2 separate regions of the Capra hircus genome follow, and region 2 is linked to region 1. A link is a contact called in public Hi-C data. All regions are on one chromosome and are shown on one strand. The core of a region is the stretch at or near the end of the contact, and the rest is flanking DNA. Distances in the headings are between cores, read along the strand shown. Region 1 overlaps RAD54L2 (helicase ARIP4). Region 2 holds the start of DCAF1 (protein VPRBP).

The links. Hi-C and Micro-C count contacts between places; a contact is called where the count stands out from the background.
Region 2: a Hi-C map of blood shows a contact between it and region 1, with 3 times the contacts expected there. The contact joins the promoter of DCAF1 here to the enhancer-like site in region 1. A contact is called at or near these places in 2 of 5 Hi-C or Micro-C datasets (blood and liver).

The regions. Positions count from the first base shown.
Region 1 is chr22:49,274,631-49,277,330 of ARS1.2, reverse strand. RAD54L2 (helicase ARIP4) reads left to right here. Exons shown (of 22, transcript XM_018038216.1): 9 at 1-30; 10 at 1,070-1,412; 11 at 2,126-2,303. Among named protein-coding and RNA genes, the nearest start is that of TEX264, 24 kb to the right of the region's middle. Within about 2 kb of position 1,345, at least 1 of the 5 cell types and tissues checked has an H3K27ac peak or open chromatin away from gene starts, as enhancers often do.
Region 2 is chr22:49,368,911-49,371,610 of ARS1.2, reverse strand. DCAF1 (protein VPRBP) reads right to left here and starts at 1,418. Exons shown (of 24, transcript XM_018067088.1): 1 at 1,291-1,418. It overlaps LOC102191471 (a long non-coding RNA gene), which reads left to right and starts at 846. Exons shown (of 5, transcript XR_001919999.1): 1 at 846-953; 2 at 2,029-2,146.

The DNA of each region.
Region 1 (2,700 bases), core at 96-2,595:
AGGAAGACCGACAGCAGGAGTTTCGAAGAGGTGGGCGGCCTCTCTGGGGATATCTAGGGGATTACTTGGGGGAAAGAAGTCGTGTCTGCTCTAGTACCTAATCACATGGGGAGCATTAATGAACCAGAAATCCTGGACCCTGAGGTAAGACTGGCTCTAGCCAGCAGCTCTTGGAAGGTCCTGCTTTCTCTGCAGACAGTAAAATTCTGGGTCGGCCAGGCCACAGACTGGCTTGGGCAAGACTCCCCTATGTCTTCACAGAGCAATTAGAAGGGCAGCTGCTCCCTTTACTGCTTCCCAGAATGTTCTGAGACAGCATTAAGACAATATAAAGTATTTAAATAACTAATACACGGAGTAGTGGTGTACTGTTTGTGTGATTTTATAAAAGAGGAATTTATCACAGTTTTCTTTTTGGTGAAAGCCATTCTTCTCATAGTTCTAGCTCTCTTCTCTCGTTTGAGGGCCTTGGCTTATTTGGGGGAAAAAAGTACTTTTAAGGTTCAGAGGCTGTTTCATTTCATAGATCTCTTCATCTATGAGATTCTGTTTTCCCTGCTTCTGTGGCTGACTTTGACATTTAGCAATGAGCAGCAAGTAACTCCAGGAAGACCTTGTCCTTTAATTAGCTCCCACCAGCCAGCTCTCAGGTGACGCCAAGACAGTGATGAGAGCCTGTGGAAGTGTCTGGGTTATTCCCATCAGAATCATCCCAGATGCATTTTTAATCCTTTAGACTAGTACTCTGAAAGTCATGCTGTCTGCTACCTAGTTGGTGTAAGCCCTGGGAATGCGACTCAGTTTTATTCTTAGCCTAAAGGGAAAAGAAAAAAAGGAAAGGAAAGAGGGAAAGGGGATTCACTGCAAGAGTCAGTCGGCCAGGGTCACATGTCACAGCAGATGCTCAGGAACTGGAATGGCCGGCTCCCTTTCTCCACTGGGGGCTGACTCTTGCTTTCCTGCTTCCTTCATTTCTTCTGTCTCCTCCAGGGTGCACCCCTACTTCTCATATTGTTGACTAAGAGCAAGCCCTCTCACCCTCTTACTCCGGATCCTCTTCCCTCCCTAGAGTTTGAGAAGGCCTTATGCCGCCCTGGCCCTGATGTGGTGATCTGTGACGAGGGACACCGCATCAAAAACTGCCAGGCCAGCACCTCCCAGGCCTTGAAGAACATTCGCTCCCGCCGCCGGGTGGTGCTGACCGGGTACCCCCTGCAGAACAACCTCATCGAGTACTGGTGCATGGTGGACTTCGTGCGCCCAGACTTCCTCGGCACCCGGCAGGAGTTCAGCAACATGTTTGAGCGCCCCATCCTGAATGGACAGTGTATTGACAGCACGCCTCAGGACGTCCGCCTCATGCGGTACCGGAGCCACGTCCTGCACAGCCTCCTGGAGGGCTTCGTGCAGAGGTGAGCCATCCTCAGATTTTCCAAATCCGTGGAGAGTCCTGGTGGAACAGACCCCTCAGGGCTTTCCTGAACGGGGGGAAGGTGGTTATGGTGGGAGGACCCCTTTCTCGTAGGGCAGTAGTAAACCTCTGCTTTCACGGAATAGCTTTTCCTGAGCAAGTAAGAGATGGTGGATATCCAGTGGTTCATTCTCTGGAAATCTGGCCCAGAAATGCATCTCTCAGAAGTAATCTGTGAAGTTACTAGGGATATCTGCCTTACTTGCTCAGAGAAGCAAGAGATAGCTACCATGCCGAGGACTTGAGTGAAAGAATAAAATGGTTGTCAGGGGAATGGCCTCACCAGTTTCAGCGTCTTGGAAGATGTAGGTTTGGCCAGCCTGAAGCATCCCCTTGTTTTTCCTTGTGAAGACGGCATGTGTGGAGAAAGCTTAGAGAAGCAGCCCTAGACCAGGTTATGGACCTGGAGTCCCCTGGTCTCTGTCTCTCGTTCAGTCACCTGGGACAGGTCACTCTGCCTCTTTGCTTTAGTTTTTACCCTCAAAATAAGTTTCTTGCTGCTGGTTGCTGAGCCAGTCCTCGTTATTACAAGGCTATTGTGAATGTTGTGGTCCTAAAGAAGGATGTGTGGCACCAGTGCAGGGTTCTCCTGTTGTCCTGCACTGACGCCTCCTGGCCACACTGCCTTGTCAGTTCTGATCCATACCTTTGTAGGAGAGGCCACACTGTGCTGAAGATTCATCTGCCTGCCAAGGAAGAAAATGTGATCCTGGTGCGGCTCTCTCAGATCCAGCGAGATTTGTACACACACTTTATGGACCGCTTCCGGGACTGTGGTAGCAGTGGCTGGCTGGGGCTGAACCCTCTCAAGGCTTTCTGTGTATGCTGCAAGGTGTGTTGAGGCCTCGGGGGAATACTTAGATACAGACTAAGGATGCTCGTGGTCCCAAGGGAGTCATGCCTGCTGGGAATCCTTGATAAAGGAAGAAGTTCACTGCACTGGGGGCTCCGAGGCAAAGCAGTTACCTGGAGCGCCGCTCGTAGACTGTAATGTAAATGGTGCCCCTTGCAGTTGTGCAGCTGCACAGCTTCTTACGCCAAACTTGAGAAATCACTTCCTTTCTCACTGATTGTTTTTCAACTGAGACATGGAGTGATTGGAGGAACATCATGGGACAGAGTTTTTGACTGCTAGCGTAATCAGGATTCAAGAAATATATAGCTTAGATATGCACGTTATTAGGAATACCTTCCATTTAATTCTGTGTTTAATTAGGTTGAGATCTGTT
Region 2 (2,700 bases), core at 169-2,668, 94 kb before region 1:
ACTTACCTCAATCACTTCAAACTAACAAGTGGTTCATTCTACCAGACTCCTCCTCTATTAAGTCTCACGACTGTACAACAGAATAGTAAAACACTGTGCTCAACAACTGAAATATTTTGAGCATGAAAGGACTTCCTTTATAGTTCCCAAATTCTGTATCAATTTCCTTTATACTAAAAAGCATATTACCACTAGAAAATGGACAACTGCAATATACAAAACCCAAATTTTGACAGCATCAAGCAGAAAAACAGCAATAAAAGCTTACATAAACCTTTTAAGGTTTAATGAGACAAGAAAACTACACAACATTACCAATGAACCTCACTCCGTACATTAACAAAGCGTTTAGAACAAGATGTTACTAATAATTAAAACACGTAGACTAATTTAAAGGCTTCGTTGAAAAGACAAGAGTAAGGAAAAACTGAGGCCAACGTGACATGGGCGAGTGATCTGGGACTCAAAAAGAACCTCTACAAACAGCCCCAAACTACTTCCTCAACAAAAAAGATACCGAGCGCTAACAGTGCAATAAGAGGAAGTGAGACGCAAACCGTCTAAGAAGAGAGAATTAAGCAAACGAATGACACTCAGTTAAAAACAACTATAACCCTCGTTAACAGGATCCCGGGAAGGTTGGTGGGCGCTCCAACGTTTGGCTCTCATCTGCAGAACCTCACACCTCGCCTTCCGCCCCTCCCCTCCACCAGGGGAGTGGGAGGAGTCCCGGGAGAGCCCCGCCCCACTTCGCCCGAAAGAGAGCCGGGCGGGTGCAAGAGGGAGGTGGCACGAGGCCGAGGGAGGAGAGAGCCCGCCCAGGTGACTGGAGCTAGAGGCGGAGACACAGAATGGGAAGGGGGCCGCCGTAGGGCAAAGAAGATGGAGACCAGCCCCCCCCCCCCAACCCCCGGCCGTAGAGATCGAAGACTAGGAGGACTGGGAAGTAAAAGGTGATGAGTGGAATGAGAGGCGCCCCTCCCCCAGGCAGGGGCGGGCACACCCTTGCTCCCCACTCCGGGCGGAAGAGTTACTCTTGGGAAGCTTCTTTTGCGGACTGGAGGAAGAACGTGGAGGCCCCGCCCCCGAGCCCAAAATCTGGAGGAGTAAAAGTCTAATCAGGCCCTGGACCAAGCCTCCCGGGAGGCCCGGCCCGCCCCCTCCCAGCCGGCGGCCCAGGCAGGTGCCGCCCCTCCCCCAGCCCGGCGCCCACTCTCCCGCCCGCCCGGCCACGCGCCCAGTCTCCTCGAGCCCGTCTCAAAGAGCCGTCCCCCTTCCTTCCCCACTCACCTTCCCGGGCGGCTCCGCCGCTCCCCCTGACCCCGCCAGCGGCCACAGTTCACCCACACCGCCTCAGGTCCCGCACTCACTCTCACTCACACACAGCGCGACCACGGCTCCGGAGCGGCCCACATATTATGCGTCACTCGCGTGCTACGTGCCCTGCGCGCGCGCGCTCCTCCCGACTTGGCGCGAGGACTGCCGGCAGGAGGCGGGAGGAGAACACCAGGGCCAGCCCCGGCGCCGCCAGGGAAATAAAGTTCCGCCCCTAGGGGCGGCACCCACCGAGTCGTGGTTGGCGCGTGGGCATTTTGCCCCGCGCGTTGACTTCTGGGGTTTGTAGTTTTAGTATAAACGCGAACTGCTACGTACTTATTGGCTGTTCAGGAAGACGGAAGCGAAAAGTGAGGCTCGATCCTCCCAGACCAACACCGGAACTGCTGGATTACCTTCTTAGTACTTTATTCGGCCCTGTGTGACATGTAGAAGTCTTTTAGTCTCCCATTTGCTCCATTGGACCTAAAACATACCAGGATCTAAGAAAATATTTCCCAAAGCGTGTGAGAAATCACAACACTCATTAAACAAAAGGCTTTAGTTTTTGTCTTTCTGTTCAAGACCTAGCCTGTAGAATCAATAAAAATTCGTCCTAGGTATTATATGTGAAGCAGAGCAAAGGAAAGAATCAAAAGGAAATAGATTAAGGGAGAGCTGACTTCGGACGTCATCTAATTTCTTTATTTGCAGCTGGGAAAAGTGAGACCAAGAGAGTGAGTGACTTGCCTAACATCACACAACCAATTAGCAACAAAACCAGAACGACTCTTGACTCTGACTCGGGGATTCCTTTTTGGAGACGTGAAAGGTAAGCCCCACAGCTGAGCATACGCTCCCTAACGAGGTCCTGCTGCTGCTGCTGCTAAGTCACTTCAGTCGTATCCGACTCTGTGCGACCCCATAGACAGCAGCCCACCAGGCTTCCCCGTCTCTGGGATTCTCCAGGCAAGAACCCAGCCTTTATTCCTAGGAGTCCTGAGCAAGTTCCTATGCATTTTTATGGTATCCTCACAGCGATTTCACATGGGAAACATGGGGCACAGCAAGCTTGCTGCCATGCTCAGGCTCCATAGCTAGTATGAAGCTAGCCAGAGCCTGGGTGCTGGGCCTCTTAGTTCTGTTGCTCACAGGGCCCCGTTACCCGCCTTTAAGAAGAGACCTCCCTGCTTCACTTAGGTGTGTAACTTTAAACAGCTGATGCTCGGGCACAAAATTCTAGAATGTTGGGTGGCAGTACGCAGACATATCACCTCTCTGCAATGCCACACAGTTCTGTTCTCTGTGCTTCTGGGATTTTGCCTCTCAGTAATAGCCACTAGCATTTCCTTTGACTTCATAGCTCTGCTGCTGCTAAGTCGCTTC